Regions from separate parts of the Zea mays genome. Here all the other regions are linked to region 1. Evidence: chromatin contacts called from public Hi-C data. All regions are on one chromosome and are shown on one strand. The core of a region is the stretch at or near the end of the contact, and the rest is flanking DNA. Distances in the headings are between cores, read along the strand shown.

Region 1 (3,907 bases), core at 523-3,022:
TGGGGTTCGTGCTGCGTACCTTGTGCTTGGCACGGGCAGAGCCGGACTGCGATAGCGCAACGAGAGGCGGGATGGCGCCCTCGCGTACAAGAAGCGCACGGTTACGCGGGGAGTCGGAGCACACCTGCAGAAGCGCCACCACGGCGAGCTCCTTCTCCCTGGCAGGGCCGTCCTCGATGGCCTCAACCAGCGCAGGGATCCCGCCAGCCTGTACCACGGCTTGACGGCCCTCGTCGATGCCCGCGAGGCTCCCAAGGACCACCATTGCCTTCTCGCACGTCCCGCTGCCGCGGCGGCCGACGAGATGCACGAGCGGCACGACGGCGCCGGCGCTGACCGCGCGCTCCTTGTTCCTGCGCGCGGAGCAGAGGCGGTAGAGCGTGGTGAGCGCGTCCTTCTTGCCGCGCGTGGAGGCCGCGGAGAGCAGCGCCACGAGCGGCGGGATGGCGCCGCAGGCCCCGATGGTGGCGCGGTTGTCCTCGATGCCCGAGAGGCTGAGCAGCGCGCACGCGGCGTTCTGCTTGGCGGGAGCCGTGCCGGTGCGCAGCGCGTAGACGAGCGGCTTGATGGCGCCCGCCGTCGTGATGGCGGAGCGGTTCCGGTCCTCGAGCGAGAGGTTGAGCAGCGCGGTGGCCGCGCTCTCCTGCGCCACGGGGTCGGTGCTCCGCAGCAGCGGCACGAGCGCCGGGATGGCGCCCGACACGCCGATCAGCTCGCGGACGTCCGACCGGTGCTTCGCCAGCAGGCGTATCCTGGCCGCGGCCGCGCGCCGCGCGTCCGGGCCGGCGCCGGGCCCCAGCGCCCGCACGCACGCCCGCACGAACGGCTCCAGGCGCTCCAGCGGCGCCGCGTCCGCCGACAGGTCCATGGACTCGAGGTCGTTCAGATCGACGACTGCGGCGGCGCCCGGCCCGGGCCTGGGCGCCGCGCGCGCCCCCGTGGCGGAAGCGAGGCGCTCAAGCTCCCCGGAGATGTCGGAGTTGAAGCTGGAGTAGTCGGAGAAGTCCCGCGACAGGTCGAGCAGCTCCGTGGCGGCGGCGTTGATGGCGGAGGACGACTTGGCGACGGCCGCCGGGTGCGCGGGCCCCGCGGTGGCGGCGAGCTCGCGGAGGCGGAAGTCGATGACGGAGTCGGTGAGGTTCTCAATGTCCGAGTCGCCCGCGTCGGCGCCGCCATCCGCCGGGACCGGGGAGGAGTCCGGCTGCAGCAGCGCGGAGCGGATGGTGCGCATGGAGTGTCCCTGCCGGCGCTGCGGCCGCGCGGCCGCGCAGGGGCTCTGCCCCCGCGAAGGCGAGGGGATCTGGGAGCCAGCGAGCGAGACCATGGCGGGCGGGGACGGTGTCGACTGTCGAGTGGTGATGGATGGGTAGCGAGGGGAAGGGTTGGGAGGTGGTTGGACGGTGTAGTGGTGGTGTGTAGTCTGCCGATGCTGCTGCTGTGTAGTCTGCCGTGCACAGCACAGTCCGCACCGGGCGGGCGGGGCGGGTATGGGCGAGTGCGACGTGGATCTTCGTAGCCGATTTTGCTCTGTAGGCTGTGCCCACTGGCCATCCCGGTAGATTGACGGCCGGACAAGTGTCAATCTGCCTGCGCAGCCATGCCGGCTGCTAGCCGACCTATACTTTTATGATCCTATCCCTATGACACGTGGGGTTGGTAAAGCTATGTGCGGAGATGTCAGTGGGGCTGGGCTTGGTTTGCACTGCTAGTGGCGCAGTGAACGCTGGCTGAGAGAGTGAGGCTGGTGGCAGTGCGGGCGGTAGCCCGGGCGAGAAGAGGCCGCTGCCGCGGGTGAGAGGCGGGCGAGAGGTCGGTGCCGGGTGATGGCGCTCGCGCCCGGCGAGAGCGGGCGGTATCGCCTCGCTCTCGCCCGCGCTGAGCGCCCGCCCGGGCGAGAGGGAGGCGAGGCACTGGCGGGGCGAGAGCGACGTGTCGCGATCTGATTGGTCCACGTGTGCTAGCCGTTGCAACTAGCCGTTTTTGACCGTTTGGAGTCCAAAAAATTCGAAAAAAATTCATAAATTTCATCCCCAATCCCTCTATATATACCCCTACCCGGATGGAGCTCATTCCACACATCATTCCATCTCATATTATGTTGTGTGTTTTCTGAGCGTTGAAATAAATCCGCGTGAATTAATTAATTCTGAAATAGAAAAACTGACGTGGCTATAGCCTGAGGTTGTAGCCTGCTGCAGCCTGTGCACTGGAGCAGCAGGGGCGAGATTGAAGGCGAGAGCTGACGTGGCAGGGGCGAGAGGGAGTAGGGATGAAAACGGTACGGGAAAATCCCGTACCGTCCCATTCCGATTACCGTTTCTTTCGGATCGTTTTCGTATACTTCGGTTATTTTTCGGTTTCGGTACGAAAACGGGTAGATTGTCTTCGGTAACGGTATCGAAAACGAGCAGACTGTTTTTTCGTTCGTTTTTGCGGTTACCGTTTTGGGTCGGGAAAATCCCGTTTTTCATACCGTTTAGGCTATTCGGTTTGGGCCTTTCAGTTCTCCAATGTCAGCACAGCCCGAGCCCAAGGCGGCAAGGCCCACCAGTGGAAACCCTATCCCGATTCCCGTCATCCCGTGGCCGCCGCCTGCCAGACGCCACGCCAGCCTTGCCCTTGCCCGTGGCCGCCGCCCGCCAGCGCCAGCCGCCTTCGCCGTTCGCCCTGTCGGCTGACGGCTGTCGCCCAGCGCCGGAGCGCCCCAAGTCCCCAACCGGCCAACCCATACGCGGAGACGCCAAGCCCAGTCACTCCCTCTCGCGGTCGCGGGTCGCGTCACGCGGTCGGCAGTCGTCTCCTGGCTGCAGGCTGCTCGCTCGCTCGTGTGGACTGCTGGCTCATCGTTGATCAACAAAGCAAGTTGCAAGCGGTGAAAGCGACTGCGCTGGTGTCTCTGTCCGGCTAGCTCAAGCTCCTCGCTCCTGCGGCTACAAGGTAATGAAGTTGATGTTTTTTATTTTATCGATCTACTCATTAATCTATATTCCATATTTCTAGTAGGACCATGACAGGGAGAGATGAAAGCTCCGACCGTAGTTCGGCGTGCTTGTTGTTGGGAACACCGGCTCTACTAGCTGCTCTTAGAACTGCTGCTCACTTCTGGATAAATTATCAGTTAATTAGTATGCTTGTATGTGACATGAGTGTAGATATAATTTCTCACTCAAATAATGTCACTATGTAATTATGTTGATGCTATAAACTTAATATATATTAATGTTTGAATTAAGGCATTCAGTTTATTGTTTGTTTTTGTTAGTTACCGACTCAAGTTTCATATGTCGATCGTTTTCGACGTATCTTCGTTTCGATTTTTTCGTTTTCGAATGACCGGTAATTTCGATACCGTATACCGATCCTAAACTTTTCGTTTTCGTTTTCGTACCGTTGTTATAAAACGAAATCAAAACCAATATCAGTGTTTTTTCGATCGTTTTCAACCGTTTTCATCCCTAAGAGGGAGACTGTGCACTAGACTCAGCCTGAGAGAGCGCCACCACCAGGCGTGGCTTTGCTATGCTTTTGGCTGGCTTTGTGTGCGGGACTGCGGGCTAGGAGCGAGGACAGTAAAACACTTTCCGTGAAGCGAGCAACGGAGCAAGCAAGGAATAACGCTTTCCGTTTTGTTCCTTGTCCCGTTCCGTCGCGCGCCGGGCCAACAACAATCCGACGAGCGACGATCCTGCCAGGCTGCCACCGCGCGCGGCTCCGGCGGTAGCGTTCGTCGTCTTTCGTGGCTCGGGCTCCGGAGCCGGGAGTTTGGTGGGGAAAGGAGACGAATCCGACGGCTGATTGGGATGGCCGTGCGCTCGGTACGTAGTGGAGATCTGCGCTCCCCCTTTTCCTTCCAACGGGAAACGGAGAGCGGCACTTGGCAGATTTTAGCAGGCACGGCATGGGCCGT
Region 2 (3,824 bases), core at 186-2,685, 200 kb before region 1:
GGAACATCCACAGGCAGAATACACACACACCGTCTGATCCCGTCAACATTGACAGAGAGAAATAAAAAACTAGGGCGACATATTATGCTCTGACAAAGCTAGAATAGCACGATAGCATTCCAGGCTCAATCCAGTTCCAGCTCTCTCTCTCTCTCCCTCGCATAGAAAGCTAGTAGTTTCACTTGTCGCCGTGTCGAATCCGTCGGTCGGCCCCTCTCACTCTCAGAAGCAGGCGTCCAGGAGGCAGCAGCAGCAGAGGGCAGCCAAGCTGTTCAAAATCACAAATGGCGCGTGAACCATTGTTAAGATAAAAAAAGGTCCAACCAAAGAAAGAGAGAGAGAGCATTGCAAATATCCCAATTTCAAGTTGTAACAACTACGGTGGATGCTCGAACACCATCTTATCTCATTGGTACTCACGCGTCAACGCAAGTATATTATCCATTCAACCAAACCGAAGGAATCTGAAAGCCTCACACTGACAGCAACCCGACCGTCGGATTAGCTCCTCGCATGTGGAACGGCAGCAGGAAAATGTGATCGCCGAGGCTAGCAATCCGGACCGCCAGTCTCAGATCAGACGGTCTAAGACACTTACTACCTTTGCGTGTAGCAACCGACACGTCGCCACGGAAAGGCCACGAGGGTGGCGTGGCGTGGCGTGGCGGCGGCGCCCTTTTCCAAGGGTGGTTCACGCGTCAAGTCAAGACCCCACCCACCCACAGGGGCCAACGTGCCGCACCAGCACGGCAGTCGCCGCCGCCGCCGGTGAGCCGAAGGAAGGTGCCTACCATCTAACCTAGCGAGGAAATTTTCGAAGACACTCCGATCTAGGAACAACTTATGAGCGGCTGCGCGGCACAAAAGTGGGGGAGCCAAGAACGTACCATCCCTCCATGAAGGAAGGCCCGCTGCTCTGCTGCTGCTGTGGAGGCGGCGGCTGCGCGTACTGCGGCGGGTAGCCCTGCGGAGGGTAGCCCTGCGCCGGCGGGGGGTAGCCGGCCGGCGGGTACCCCGCTGGCGGGTAGCCGTCCTTGCCCGGGTAGCCTGGTGAAATCAAGATCCGCACGCGGAAGATAATTAGCCTAATTACATATAGCACGGAAAGTAAGCGGGGAACACAGAGGTTCTCCAGATGTTTGGGTGATGATAAACTAGCAGATAGATCGAAGACGGGAGGAGACGGCGCCGCACCTTGCTGCGGCGGGACGCCGACGGGGGGCTGCTGCCCGTAGTAGCTCATCTCCCTCTTCTTCCTTGCGATCGGATGCGCGGAGAGGGTTAGGGGAGCTTTCGCTGCTTCGGGTTGTGGGGGTGTTGGGGGCGTGACGGGAATACGGATGGACGGTGGACGGGTCTGTCAGGTCAGGTGGTTTTATGGAAGGGAACGGGTGTGTTTGATGTTTCCTGGTGTTTTCCGGCTGGTCCTCCGGCGAACCGCGTCGTCAACGTGGTGCTGGCCCAGGGCATGCCTGGTCCCTGCTGGTGGGCTGCTTCGCAGACGTACTTGATAGCGCTCTGACGCCCTTTCCGGTGTGATGTGAGGAAAAAAACCATTTTAGTATGGTAAAAATCAGTTTTTTGCTCAATTATTAAATTGAATATAGTTTCTTCGTCATCTTCTAAAACCGGATTTGTGAACCCCCTGTCCTTCAGTATTTTCTCTTTTTTCCTCGATTGTTTGTTTCTGCTGAATTTTAAAATATCACATCATCTCCGTTTTCGAATATTTATCGTCCGTTAATTTATTTTAGTTCTGAACTAAAACGTGATAAATAAAAAAAGGAAGAAGGAGAGAGTATTAAATTACAGAAAAATTAAAAAAACAATTTTGTTGAACTCTACATAAGTAATGTATAAATAAACTTATGATATAGTACGTTTTAGTAGAAAATTTTTAGCTTGTACGCTTGATCTATAATAAAATAATTTATGCTCCTGTATCATATATAAGTTATAAATTCACCTTCCCATCTAAATATTACATAAAAGCATTGTATGAATGCCATTTTTAATTTAGAAAAGCTAGAATAACTTCTAATTTAGATGAGAGGTAGTACAACTCCAAGAGACTAGGTATATGGTTTTGTAAAGGTAAATTTAGCTAATATTGAAAGAAAATTATATCCAATAAACGACTCTTCAAATTTAGTGGCTCTCTATTTCTCTATCTTCGCTCTCCAATTTTGGATAGCCTGTTTCACTCTCTATTCAGTCCGTAGGTTTACCGAGTTTTGTTGGATTAGCCTACACTTTTTCTTTAAAATCTATTTTAGAGAGTAGCTAAATCAGTAAATTTGGTTAGTCTTTTTAGCTAATCTCTTGGAGTTGCTCTTAGTCACATTACTTTTCCTGTTGTTGGGGTCAAAGATGGATCCTGACTTCCGAGTCCTTCGGAATGAAACCAAATAGGAATGGTCGGAAAACCCTCAAACCACTTCAAATACGTATTTTAATCTAATATAAAAAATGAAAAAATGGTAACGAAATCGTCGATCACAAAAGTGAAACCAAGAGTAACAAGATGTCAGTAAACAATACCATCGATCGAGAACATATCGGTAACAGTCGGGAACCAAGAATTAAACTCGGCAATATCAACACTTCTAACCACTTCAAACGTTCAACTCAATGTAACAAATACACCATGACCTCATAGTAACATGATATATTATATATAGGCCTTTAAAGTTCAATATGCATAACAATTCACTATTTCACGGTGCCACTGCTACACGACATTAGCATGAGTACATCACTTGTCGCTAGTGACGGATCCAGAGAACAGATCATGAGGGACTACTAAACTAAGGCTATAAAATTCTTTAAAACATATAAGAAAACAATCTAATTGATGTTAGGAATAATTAGCAAGATAAAACTTAAATACTCAAAAAACATGTAGTATTGATACGAATTCTACAAATACAATAATCAATACATATCGTTCTGATTCTTGATAAGGAATCCATCGATCTTATCTCTATAAACATAAAATTTAATTTTATCAACTAACCTACTAACCAAGGAAATAATTGATTAAACCAAAATACCAAATAATCTTACTTCTTAACTAGCACAGTAGCACTAGCAGCCACACGCACATAGCAAACTAGCAGCAGAAGCAGTGCTAGCACACGGTTTTCTTCACCTTCACTGGTTCAATCGTTCAGGGAATCAGGCCGGCCGCAGGCGTCAGGTTCAGTAGCAGTGCCCAGCCGCCTATCCGCTCAGGCTTCCTTCCTCCATGGTGGCCGGTCGGAGCAGCAAATGCAGGAGCTGGCGAGGGCGAGCTGGTGATGAGAGGGGGGAGGCCGAGCGCGCGCCGGTCCCGCGCCCGCGAGGCTGCGATGGAGCGCCGCCGCGCCGACGCCCGGCGATGGACATCCTTGTGCCCCTGTTGGAGTGTTGGCTGTCGCGGTGTCACCAAGGCCAGAGAGGCAAAGCGGCGTCTGGATCATGGACACGGCCACGAGGCCGAGAGGCCGAGAGGGGTTGAGGAGCGGTTGATGCTAGGGATGGCAGTGGGTACGGATATGGTGGGGTTTTATATCCGCGGGTACGAGTATAGATACTATACGGTATCCACGAGTAATAATTTTCATGGGTATAGATATCTGCTATTCATATCCGTCACCCAATGGACATATGACATGTGGATCCAAACAGTGGCCAGCAGCCCAGCACTCAGCAGTCTGCGGTCCGCCAGTGGCCAGCAAGTCCAACTGTCCAAGCGGCCTGTGGCCCACGAGGCCAGGACCAGAGGTCCAGAGCGAACAGCCATCCCTACCTGCGGCCTCTCGGGCTCTCGGGTCTCGGTTGGT
Region 3 (3,993 bases), core at 508-3,007, 220 kb before region 1:
CCATGCAGCCTAAGGCCTACGCTGAGAACTTCAAGTGGAAAGGCCCCCCGAAGGCGGAGCAAGCATAAGACCTCCAGCAGCATGTGACCCTGACACTGGAATGATGTTATTTTCCTCCTGAGCTCTAGAGTCTAGACCTCTTGTCCGTGAGCCTGGCATTGGGACGGTGTTGTTTTCTTCCTGGACAGCCTTTTCTTTCAACAGTGTCCGTGGTGAAAGTACGAGCTAGAATATGCATCTATCAAACTTGTAATAAGCATGGTCTGCAATCAAACAAAATTAGTGTCCTTCGAAAACGTTTGTTCCTTGATGACATTGTATCTCAATACTGTATGCTTCCTTGGCCGGTATCTGAAAAGTGGCATTTGAGTTGAATGATGATGCATACTTGCTTTTGGCTGTATCACACATGAGCTTGCCAGTCTGCTAAGCACGGCCACTCGTGCATGACCGTGTGTTCATGGACAACCTATAGTCAGGTAGTACCAGAAATTAACACTGTCAGTTTCATGAAAAAGTACATGTTATATTTCCAATTTTCCATTTGCATTCTCCAGTCGAGATCTTATATTTACTCCAGATTTCAGAACTGGGTCTACACTCTATGGACTAGGCGAAAGAGGAAGCTGGCCAGTTTTTGAGATGCAGCTTGCTTAGCCTATGCACCTGGTTTCACTGCAGCGCGCACAGGATGCAGCTCAAGCAAGCTTCCCCTAACTCTCACTAATCTCCTCGGAGCTGCAGCCAACGGATGCGTCGGCGTCGGCGTCGGCGGTACGGAACCTCCAGACGAAGAGGTACTCTCTGGACTCGCACTGCAGCCGGCTGACGTCGCAGGGTACATCGATGGAGGCGACCTTCCCGTCGTCCTCCCACTCGATCTTTGCCGTGCATGTGAACACCCCGTACGACTCTGGCAGGGAGGACTGGTTGGCTACCACCAGCGCGACCTCCCCGCTGATCCTCCTCGACGTGGCAGCCACGGCGTCGAGCCACGGGCACTCGGGCTGCCCCACCATCTCCTTGTACGCGTCGTTCACGAGCCGGACGCGGTTGCTGGCGTCGGAGACAACCGCCGGGAGCGCGTCGACCTCCAGCTCCGCCTCCACACGAACCGCTGTCTTCGAGACGGCGGCGGCGCAGGTCGCGTCGGCGCGGTGGATGCACCCGACGTGGATGGCGGAGCACACGGGGCGCACCGCCCGCGGCGAGATGACCTTGGGCTCCAGCAGCTTCCGCAGCAGGTCGCGCTCCACGGGGACGTGCCTCCCCTCCGCCGCCACCTTCGCGAGGTCCTCGGCAGCACCCGCACCCGCCGGCGGGAGCGACGCCGACGCCAGAGGGAGGCCTGCACTGCCCGGGACGGCCGCGGACGCACGCGGCCCCGTGCACCGGAGAGGCGGGTACGGCGTCGTGGCTCTCTTCCGCTTGGCGGGCGGCTGTAAGCCCGACTCGGGCGACGGCGCCACGACGGCGGGGCCGGGGCGGCCGCGTTTCCGCGCGCGGCACGGCCTGCCCTGCAGATGGCACAGCACGCGGTTCGCGGCCACCACGCCCTCGGCCGCCAGTGTGGGCTTGGGCGCGATGGGCCGGAACCGCGCCAGGATCTCGTTGGCCTTGACGGTCGCGTCCGCCGGCTGCACCATGGCCATGGCGAGGCGCTCTGGCTCACGAGCTGAGGCTCGGGGGGCAGGCCAGAGCCAGGTCAGTGTGCTCGATCACTCTGGAGCGGAGACACGACGACGACGGCGTTGGGGGCCCGGACGCGGGGCAGGAGGCGCGGCTTAAGAAGGGCGGGTCGGCCAATCGGACGCGCGCAGAAGGAGGGGCACGTGGGAGAGCGCGGCGGGGTACGTGGGCGACCTGCGGGGACGCTGCCGACACGTAGGAGGACTAGCCGAGTCGCGCGGCGCCGGGCGCGTGCTTTGGAGAGGAAGGGCGGGTTGGGTGGATTCCAATGGGACGAGGAGGGCGAGTGGCTGCATGCGGGGTCGCTTGGCTGCTTCGGCTTGCTTGCTCCTCGCGTTCGCCATGCCGCGCTGCCTCGTCTCCCGTGGCGGGTTCCGGCGGCTGGCTCACGCTGCCGTGCGGGCCATTCGTGGGACGTGGCGACCGAGTGGGCGTTGCTAGGTTTCATTGGTAAGTTATTGCGGCGGCATTGCCCACCAACCAGCGGGCGGCCTACCCCAGCGCGCGGCGGATCATCTTGGCCAAAGTACCAGACCATGAAACCAACATTACACGCATACAAAAACTTGAAGTCTGTTAGATCTAGCTAGCTGAAATGGCAAATGCTGCAATATATGCGTGTCATCCCTCCGATGAATTATAAACGTTGGCGACGGACACTCTTTGAGCTGTTGAGCACGTGGCGTGCAACAGGACATTGCCAGACTTGGAAGGGGTGGGTGGGACGCTTGCGTTGCGTTGCGTTGCGTACGTTACGTACGTCGTACGTGATCCAATCCAATGGATGGCGTCTTCCGTTCCGTCCTCTTGTCGAGCTCAAACACAAGTATTTACTGTGGGCGTACAACCTACCCAATGTACAGAAATAACCCAGTACTACTGTACCATGATACGTATTATTATTGGCGTAGAAAAACCGGACACACACAGTTAGCTAGTCACCCCTTCTAGGTCGACTGCCTGGACTCTGGATGGATGATGATGTAGTACACACACGCTGCTTCCGGCCTGCTGGTATATGTGGTACGAGTACAATATTGACGGACACGCGTAAGGCCGATACGTACACGCTCCTCGTACACGAGCCAACACACGCGGGACATGCATGCAATGCAACGCAAAAGACGACGAAGCCCTCCCGGCTCCCATGTCGGCATGTCCGACTGGAACCCAACCCACGGACCTACTAGCTAGCTTCGGTAGCCAGCCGCACGAGACCAACCGTGCCGGGGCGCGTCGTCGTCGTCGTCGTCTGTCCGTCTCCCCGCCCGAGATAGCGTCTAGCCTGCCTTTTGGATGCTACTGGCGCGATTTCATCAATCGTTTTGTGCTGCATGCACGGCATGTGCTGCGCGCCGTGGCGAGCGGACAGGAAGGGGGCGCGACGAGTGGCCGCGCTACCATTGGCGGGCGCGGGTGCGCGCGGCAGCGCGGCGACGCATGCCGCGCGCGCAGGCGATCAATGCCCCGGCGAGTGGGGGGCGGCGGGCGGGCGGCCGGCCCGAGGGCTGCCTGCGACGACGCCAGAGGCCAGACGCCTGTGCTGGAGCTTCTGCCGCCTGTGCGCGCTGCGCTACAGCTGTTGCCGAGGGAGACGCGTGCTACAGTGCGAGCCTTTGGCCTTTGCTGCTGCGGTTCACTCGTTCATGGGCACCGTTGCCCGACATGGATGTTTTGTAGACGATGGTGTTTTTTTCTCTGGACGGAAATGACGTTTTTTTAGCTGTGACTTTATATAAGAGGGGTTGTTTGTTTCGGATCAGATTATAAAATTTAATTTATTTTGAATTAAGTATTAGTTCAAAATAAGTTAAATTAAATAATCTAGGGTGATTATAATTTCAAACAAACCAACCCAGGTCAAATACTATCTCTACTAATAATTAAGAGTGAAGTGTAGACTGCCCCCGCCATCCCCTTCCTCTGCGGATCCCGCGCGCGCCCAGCCGCATGCCGCTCCCGATCCGCTGCACGCGCCATCCCCTACCTCCCGTCCCTGCCCCCCGCGGGTCCCGCGCCGCCATCGCCTACCTCCGCGGATCCCCCGCGCGCCCAGCCGCCATCCCCAACCTCTCGTCCCTGCCCCCCGCGGGTCCCGCGGAGCCATCCCCTACCTCCGCGGATCCCACGCGCACCCAGCCGCCATGCCGCTCCCGATCCCTTGCACCCGCCCCTGCCCCCCGTGGGTCCCACGCGCGCCCGGCCGTGAAGCAGCCGCCGCGCCTCCCGTGGAACCTGCCTCCACCCGCGAATCCAGCGCCGCGCCCGGCCGCGAATCAGTCGCCCCGCCTCCCGCGGAACTCG

The links. Hi-C and Micro-C count contacts between places; a contact is called where the count stands out from the background.
Region 2: a Hi-C map of endosperm shows a contact between it and region 1, with 2.4 times the contacts expected there. The contact joins the promoter of LOC100216813 here to the promoter of LOC103647786 in region 1. A contact is called at or near these places in 7 of 25 Hi-C or Micro-C datasets (bundle sheath, ear, endosperm and 3 more).
Region 3: a Hi-C map of ear shows a contact between it and region 1, with 1.8 times the contacts expected there. The contact joins the promoter of LOC100278263 here to the promoter of LOC103647786 in region 1. A contact is called at or near these places in 2 of 25 Hi-C or Micro-C datasets (ear and tassel).

Annotation. Positions count from the first base shown.
Region 1 is chr2:214,774,410-214,778,316 of Zm-B73-REFERENCE-NAM-5.0, reverse strand. It overlaps LOC103647786 (U-box domain-containing protein 4), which reads right to left and starts at 1,772. Exons shown (of 2, transcript XM_020548589.2): 1 at 20-1,772. The coding sequence starts at 1,324. It overlaps LOC103647785 (a long non-coding RNA gene), which reads left to right and starts at 2,377. Exons shown (of 2, transcript XR_563031.4): 1 at 2,377-2,937; 2 at 3,001-3,243.
Region 2 is chr2:214,975,299-214,979,122 of Zm-B73-REFERENCE-NAM-5.0, reverse strand. LOC100216813 (proline-rich family protein) reads right to left here and starts at 1,435. Exons shown (of 3, transcript NM_001245895.2): 1 at 1,195-1,435; 2 at 888-1,047; 3 at 1-268. The coding sequence starts at 1,243. The coding sequence ends at 223.
Region 3 is chr2:214,999,141-215,003,133 of Zm-B73-REFERENCE-NAM-5.0, reverse strand. LOC100278263 reads right to left here and starts at 1,757. Exons shown (of 1, transcript NM_001151595.2): 1 at 511-1,757. The coding sequence starts at 1,652. The coding sequence ends at 714. It overlaps LOC100193844 (NADH-ubiquinone oxidoreductase subunit), which reads left to right. Exons shown (of 5, transcript NM_001138926.1): 5 at 9-348. The coding sequence ends at 68.